Linked DNA regions of Callithrix jacchus: region 2 is linked to region 1. The links are chromatin contacts, called in public Hi-C maps. All regions are on one chromosome and are shown on one strand. Each heading gives the region's core, a stretch centred on a gene start, on an enhancer-like site or on the middle of the called end of the contact. The rest is flanking DNA. Distances are from core to core; before and after follow the strand shown.

Evidence for each region. A called contact is a pair of places that touch in the nucleus more often than the background predicts.
Region 2: a contact with region 1 is called in a Hi-C map of skeletal muscle, with 3 times the contacts expected there. The contact joins the promoter of LOC103793425 here to the promoter of SLC38A10 in region 1. A contact is called at or near these places in 2 of 3 Hi-C or Micro-C datasets (both in skeletal muscle).

What each region holds. Positions count from the first base shown.
Region 1 is chr5:136,966,130-136,970,160 of calJac240_pri, reverse strand. SLC38A10 (solute carrier family 38 member 10) reads left to right here and starts at 2,111. Exons shown (of 13, transcript XM_078374942.1): 1 at 2,111-2,556. The coding sequence starts at 2,458.
Region 2 is chr5:137,143,341-137,147,371 of calJac240_pri, reverse strand. LOC103793425 reads right to left here and starts at 1,646. Exons shown (of 5, transcript XM_078374955.1): 1 at 1,411-1,646. It also overlaps the pseudogene LOC100894947.

The DNA of each region.
Region 1 (4,031 bases), core at 862-3,361:
TGGGCATGGCGGCTTGGATCCACAAGCTGTCCAGGGACCCAGGATCCTCCTAGCTTGGTGCTGTACTCTGCCATGGTATCATGCTATCTGCACTGTCCAAGATGGCTTCCTCCCATCACGTCTGGGTTCCAAGCAGCAGGATGAAGGGAGTGGCAGACTCTCTCCTAAGAAATGCCCTAGACATTTGTCCTGTCATTTCTGCTCACTTCTTATTGTCCAGAACCCTGCCTGCAAGGGACACAGGAAGTGTATTCTTTATCCTAGGCAGTCATACGTGCAGGCCAATCTGTATTAATTTGGAAAATGGAATAAACTACTATTAAGAGACAAATAGTTGGCTGGGCATGGTGGCTCACCTCTGTAATCCCAGCACTTTGGGAGGCTGAGACAGGCAGATCGCTTGAGCCCAGGAGTTCAAGACCAGCCTGGGCAACATGGCAAATCCCCATCTCTACAAAAAAATTTAAAAACTACATGGTGGCACACACCTGTAGTTTCAGCTACTGAGGGCCTTAAGTGGGAGGATCACTTGAGTCCAGGAGGCAGAAGCTGCAGTAAGATGAGACTGCGCCACTGCACTCCAAACTGGGCAACAGCTCGAGACTCTGTCTCAAAAAAAAAAAAAAAAAAGGTAAACGTTTAAAGAAAAGTAATGAATTGAAAAAATCTGGATTGTGATGATCCCAAGACAGCAGGGAAGAAGTGCAGCTGGGGAGGAACTGAAAGGGAGGATCTCAGTCCCTGGTAATTTTTGTTCTTAAAGCCAAATAGCAGGTTTATGGTATTTATTACATAATAAAAAGGTTATGGATGTGTGTGTATTTCATTTATATGAAAGTAAATGGGCTGGTTCACACCTGTAATCCCAGCATTTTGGGAGGCCGAGGTGGGTGGATCATCAGAGGTCGGGAATTCTAGACCAACCTAGCCAGCATGGTGAAACCCCATCTCTACAAGAAATCCAAAAATTAGCCGGGCGTTGGGGCGGGGGCGCCTGTAATTCCAGCTACTTGGGAGGCCGAGGCACGAGAATAGCTTGAACCCGGGAGGCAGAGGTTGCAGTGAGCTGCGATCGCACAACTGCACTACAGCCTGGGCGACAGAGCGAGACGCTGACTCAAAAAAATAAAAATAAAAAATGAATCAGCATCTATTATTTTGCTTGCGTATTTAATTCGTCTTTACCCTGGCATTTCTTCTTGTTCTTCTCCTGGGGGTGGGGCACAGCCTTACCTGGCTGAGGAACTGGCCTCTGTTCTAAGACACCTGGTCCAGCAGGTGCTGCAGACACAGCCTCCTTTCCTCTGCCCTCCTCCCCAGCCCTCTGGTATACGCGCTCAGTCAGCAGACTCAGAGTGAGCTGCTAGGTGCCAGGAATCCACAGGTCTATCAGGACCCTTCTCTGTTCTCTCCTCTCCCCGGCTTCCATTTCTACCCCAGGAATTCTCATTTGTCCTTCAAGCGCCAGACTAGAAGCCACCTCCTTCTGGAAGCCCTCCTGGGTTTCTCGGGTCATGAAAACCTCCACCTCTCCTGTCCCCTCCCGGCATGTTCCTTGCTCTTTTCGTATGAGAAGGTGAAGTTCTCCATGGCTGCGGCTCTGGGCTCGGCTCTGAAGTGCACCGCATCCCCTTAGAGTTCTCTGGCCTTAGCGAGTGGCCGAGCCTTTCTGCGCCTAGCGTTTCATCCCTACCTCGTAGGTGCTAATTCCTCAGAACAGGCTAATTTTCGGCTTCCCACCGCCCGTGCCCCGGCACCAAGCACTCGCCCCCAAATCGGACCTGGGGGTAAAGGCCGAGAAGGAACCCTAAAACCTGCTCCTTCCCGGAGGGCACAGCGCCTCCCTTTCCCTCCAGTCCGCGACTCCCTTCTAAATCGAGGCCTAGCGGGGCGATTCGTTGTCCAGCTCCAGTTAAAGCGGGTCTTTGGGAACAGCTCTGCAGGACCAAATCCGAGAACCAGGCAGCTACGCAGCCACACAGCTCTCGCGGCCATAGGGTTCCTCCGGCCCTGTTTCCGCCCGCCCTTTCGGGCCCGCCTCTCATTGGCTCGCGTCCCTCAAAGCCCCGCCCCCTACCGTCACTTCCGGGCAGCGGAGCCCGCGGAAGGCGGAAGTGTGAGAGTTGCTGAGGCGGCTGTGTGTGGCTGAGGTGGCCTTAGCTGGCTCCGCGGCTCTTCCGGATCTGGGCTCGGAGATTCACTGGAGACGAACGCATGGCTCTGAGGCGGCAGCAGAGCCTGGTGGAGTCCGGAGGTTGACGTCGCCCCCGCTCCGGCCCTTGAGGCCGCCTCCTCCGGGCAGTCTCCGGGGCCCGCGCCCGCGCCCGCGCCTGCTCAGGCTCCCGTGCCGCTGCCCATCCCCGCCCCAGTGGTGTTCTGGACGTTGGGACCTGTGACCTTGGCCTTGGGCAGGGCTCCCAAAGCCGGCTGCAGCCCGGCGACCCTAGACCTCTCACTATGACCGCGGCCGCCGCCTCCAACTGGGGGCTGATCACGAACATCGTGAACAGCATCGTAGGGGTCAGTGTCCTCACCATGCCCTTCTGCTTCAAACAGGTGAGTCCCGTGGGCCCGGGGGTCACCGCCCTCGCCTCCCCCGCGGAGGGGGCGTCTGGCCGGGTCCTCCTGGTTAAAGCTCCCGCGGGGGCAGGGCTTCGCTGGGCGGGTGCAGGCGGCCGCGGGCGGGGCGACCTTCGGGGTCCCGGCGCAGTCCCCGCAGAGAATCCGTGGATGAAAAGCGCACGGCATCGGCCCTGGCAGCTCTGGCCGGAAAGTTCCTCACACTCAAAAACTGGATACCGAAGCAAACTGTAATAAAGCAAAATGATCCTTCAGAAGCGGAAGGGAACCGCAGCACTCAATGTTTTCACGCTTTATCCTGTGTTTAAAAACTCTGACCGGCCGCACCTGTCTTCAGAAGCACACAATTCACCCCTCCCAGGCCTCGGTTGCAAGGTGATTACAGACATCCAGGTTGTACACCTCAGATCTGTGTTTCACAAAAACTGCACATTTGGCCAGGTCGGCAGCTCACACCTGTAATCCCGGCACTTTAGGAGGCCAAGGCGGATGGATCACCTTAGGTCACGAGTTCAAGACCAGCCTGACCAACATGGTGAAACCCCATCTCCACTAAAAATACAAAAATTAGCAGGGTGTGGGGGCGGGCGCCTGTAGTCCCAGCTAGCTACTCAGGAGGTGAGACAGTAGAGTCGCTTATAACAGGAGGCGGAGGTTGCGGTGAGCTGAGATGGCGCGGCTGCACTGCAGCCTGGGCAACAAGAGTGAGACTCCGTCTCAAAAAGACCCCAAAACACCCCTGCACGTTTGACCTAATGTGTGCAAACGTTACCATAGTTGAAAAAAATGTACTAAAAGTTTAGTGTCATTCTAGCATTGAATAACACATGAAAGAAAATGGCCTTTTCTAAGTGGCATCTGTTTAATCCACAATAAATAAGCATTTAGTGCTTTGGAAAAGGGAGGCTGATGGAAACATTACCAAGCAGGTAGAAAAATGAAAACAAGATGTATATTTTGAAACAAAATGGTACCAGTAGTTTAATTTTAGATGAGCAAACACTTTATTTTTCATATTTATTATCTTTGGGATAAAAATATCCAAAAAATTTTTTCAGCCTGAGCAACATAGTAAGACCCCATCTCTACAAAAAAATTTTAAAAGTTAGCTGGGTATGGTGGTGCATACCTGTAGTCCCAGCTGCTTGGGAGGCTGAGGCAGGAGGATCACTTGAGCCCAGGAGTTTGAGGTTACAGTGAGCTATGTTTGCACTGCTGCACTCCAACCTGGGCAACACAGCAGGACCCCAACTCTTAAAAAAAAAAACAACTTTTTTTTTTCTTTGATGAGGGAATTTTCAAGCCCTCCTGGAGATCCCTGCAGGCTGCTATGTCTGAGTTGTTTGCCTGATATGGTTGGTGAGCTTGTGGGAGGAGACAGGGCTAGATGCCTCCAGAGCCCCCTGGGCGTGGAGAATCCCAGCTTTGTGCCAGCCACCTCTGGGTGTTTC
Region 2 (4,031 bases), core at 397-2,896, 180 kb before region 1:
GAAACTCCGTCTCAAAAAAAAAAAAAAGAAAAGAAATGATGGGCCGGGCTTGGTGGCTCACGCCTGTAGTCCCAGCACTTTGGGAGGCTGAGGCAGGCAGGTCACCTGAAGTCAGGAGTTTGCGACCAACCCGGACAACATAGTGAAACCCTGTCTCTACTAAAAATATAATTAGCTGGGTGTGGTGGTGCATGCCTGTAGTCCCAGCTATTGGGAGGCTGAGGCAGGAGAATCGCTTGAACCTGAGAGGTGGAGGCTGCAGTGAGCCAAGATCATGCCACTGCACTCCAGCCTGGGCAATAGAGCGAAACTCTCTCAACAAAAGAAAAAAATATGTAATGTAACATACCCAAACCATTGAATTGTACACTTCAAATGGGTAAATTTTATGGTATGTGAATTATATCTCAATACTGCTATTAACTTTACAGGCCAGGCACAAGGGCTCATGCTTGTAATTATAGGAGGCCAAGGTGGGAGGATTGCTTGAGCCCAGGAGTTCAAGACTAATCTGGGCAACATAGGAGACCTTGTATCTACAAAAAATTAAAAATAATTAACCATGCATGGTGGCATGTGTCTGTAGTCCCAGCCACTTGGGAGGCTGAGGTGGGAGGATCGCTGGAGCCAGGGAGGCTGAGTTTGCCGTGAGCCGTGGTGGTGCCGCTGTGCTCCAGCCTGGGCCACAGAGCAAGAGCTCCTGCCTCAAAACAAAATGTTTTTTAAAGATTTACATCTGTAATTTCAGAAGCAGTGTGTGCCATTGATATCTGCTCCAAGAACGCTCTTGGTTTGGGTGTGGCAGGATTTCAGTTCCCAGGGAGGCAGATATTCTCTGAGCTAAAAGCCTGTTTCTCCCCAAGAGAGAGGGCAGCACTCCTTTACCAGGTGTGTGCCTAACAGTTCTAGATCCCACTGGGAGAGCAGCGAGGGAAGGATCGCTCATTTAAAATGTACACACAGAGGCGGCTCCAGTACAGAGAGGGGCTGTAGACCTTGAAATGCTCCTCCCAGCACACACAACTCCAGATGACAGGATAACATGAGACACAGCTCCTGCGTCAATACTCCCCCAGCTCCTGCCTGGGTGCTCCCCAGTTCCTGGCCTGACGCTCCCCAGTTCCTGCCTGGACATTCCTCCAGCTCCTGGCCTACGTGCTCCCTCAGCTCCTGCCCAGATGCTCCCCCAGCTCCTGGCCTGATGCTCCCTAACTCCTGCCTGGATGCTCCCCCAGCTCTTGGCTTAGGTGCTCCCCAGTTCTTGCCTGGGTGTACCCCCAGCTCCTGGCCTAGGTGCTCCCCCGGCTCCTGGCCTAGGTGCTCCCCCAGCCCCCCAACTCAGAATGCTCCTTCCCTCTGGCCAGGCCCCCTTTCCGGCCCCGCCCCTTCGGGGCTCCGGCGGGAACCCACCTGGCTTTTTCTTTCCAACCAGACCAGCTCCCTCTGTTTTCCAAGTTGCCTGCTAATCCAGTTGGAAACACGGGCCTTGAGGGGTGAGCGAGGGCGCTCCTCACGAAGCAGCCACATAAGGTGCGAAGAAGTCCCAAGGCCCACCCAGAAGGAGCGGCCACCTTTCCCTCACGGGCCACGCGCGCTGCCCACGCGGCCACGCTTGGGGCCTGGCAGGCGGCTGCCATCCCGGCCACGGCCGCTGGAGGGCGCCCCTGCACCGCTCCTGCCGGCCGGCTCCCGTGGGAGGGCGCCTGTGACGGGCGCCGGAGGTTGATCTCCTGGTTCACGCCAGGATTGAGAACCCGCGGCTGGAGCTGGAGGCCTCAGGGCCGAGTTCAGATCGCGGTCTCGACCCACCTGGCGGCGACTTCCGGTCCCGTGGCTGTGCTGCAGCTCGCCAGGTCGGAGTGAAAATGCAGAAACGGCCCCTTGGACTAAGTCACGACCGTTCGTTTCTCGCAGTGCCACGTGGTTGCCTGCGGTCAACCTAGCAATACACGCGGCGCCCGCCCCACTGCCCCGGGCCTGAACGCACCGGCCACGATCGGCAGCCCCCTCAGATCCTGAGACCTGCACACCGCAGTGCAGGCGTAGGGGTCCTCAGCCCGCGCCATCCAAGCAAGAACCACGAGCGCGGGCGCCACGCCTTCCCCCACCCTTTTCCCTGAGCCCCTAGCTGGCGGTCCCTCCTGCAGCAGCTGGGCCTGGAATTCCGGCTGCGGAAGGGGCAGCACCCACGCGCAGCTCACGCCATGCATGTGGTCGCTGCGAGGGTCTCCGCCTTTCCAGCCTGGTCCCCGGCTGTTTCCTGAAGCTGCCTAAGAAGCAGGTGCCTCGGCCAAACTAGCTCCTGCCCCCGAGCCGGCCAGTGCCCTCAGCCTACGGGCCCCGGGGCAGAGTGCTGGTGGATGACAGGCCCTGTCCACCCTGTCCTCCCTGGGAGCTAGCTGGTGACACTCGTCTGCCTCGGGTGGCCCAATATTGGTCACTCGACATGAAGGGACAAAGTGATCTGACTGTCCAGGATGACAGTGAGCTCGCCATTGTCCTGGCATGTGTGGGCAAGCGCCATGCTGAGAGGGGCTAGCCGCCCGCCCGCTGCTGGTGGTCTGACTCAGGAAACCTCGCCCTCCTGAGCAGCAGCAGGAGGAGAGGCAGCCGCACCGGACCTCTGGGGAGGGATTGGAGGGGATGGCCCTGCAGCCCTTGCTGGGACAGGAGGGACGCGGCAGCTGCTGGGGCTCCAGCAGGGGCTGTCCCTCGGTCAGCTGGGTCACAGAGCAGCCGGCGCCTGGATCATTCTCAGGCTGCCCTAGGGGGAGGCTTCCGCTCCAGGTGGGTGACCCCGGGTCCTCGCTATCAACCCCTCAATCTGTTTCCTCTTTCCTCTCTGCCTCCTCCAGCCTCCTTGGGCAGCCTCCGCTCTTTCTCTGGTGGAGACTTCCAGCTTCCGGAGGCCTCCATGTGAGAGCAATAAAATGCCTTTGAAAGGAGGCTGGGGTGTCTTGGGAAATTTGGCGCCCCAAAGGGACACAGAAGCCCAGAGGTGGCTGCCTCTGGGTAGGAGACTCAGGCCTAGCTGTGCTTCCAGGGAACACACAGCAGGGACAGTCCCCACTGACTTTCCTCCCAGTCCACCTCCACTAACTCACCTCCCTCTTGTCAACATGGGGAGTCTCCTGCCCTGATGCGTCTGAACCACGCTTGGGGAGACGCCCTCCTGCCTTCCCCTTGGCTCTGCTTCCCTCTTCCCTCCTGTTCACCAGCTCCAGCCACCCCGATGGGGCCTGTTTAATTGATTCAATTTGTTCAACAGTAAAAACACTCCGCAAATGTCAGCCTCCCAGCACCCCACCCCTGGGGAGCCGCAGACACCTGCCAAGGCTCTGGGCTGGGAGTCCTTCCAGGGGCCACTTACTCCAGGCTTTGGGGGAGGCCCCTGGGCCTGGGAGCTCTCAAGGGTGGCCATGCTCATCAGAGCAGAGCAGCCACTTCGGCCCAGGGACTGCTCCGTCCATGGCACCAGTGGTGTCCTGAACAGTGATCTGATGCAAACGCCTCATTCTTAAGGGTTTAAGTGTTTTTAGACTCCCAGGTCTGGGAGGGTGACCTTGGAGATGACCCCTGTTTTGGTCAAGTTGCCATTCCAGGCCCAGGCCACTGTCGGGATCCCACTTTCTCCATCAACCCAGGCTTGGGACTTTTCCAAGTAATCAGTGCTGGGAGGGGGACTGAGGGCTCCCAGGTCCTGATCCTGTCCTCTGCAGAGGAGAGGCCCCTTGTCTAGATTGGGAGCCCTGTGTCCACAGCTTCAGTGTTGCCGCCAGTCCTTTTCCCAGGGATGTGTGCAGTCACAGCCGCGCCAGGAGATGCTCTCAGGTGGTGTGTAGGGAAAGACGTGGGTCTGGAAGTCAGGAGACCCAGGCTGAACCCCTGATACCCCTGCCCCACCTGCGGCCCTCTCTCCCTGTGACGGTCCCTGGTCTCACCACTTTCCACCCCAGAGGGAGGCCACTGTGATTGATTGGTTGTTTGAGTGACTGCAGACATGGACGGTTTCGGGAGCATTTGCAGAGCTG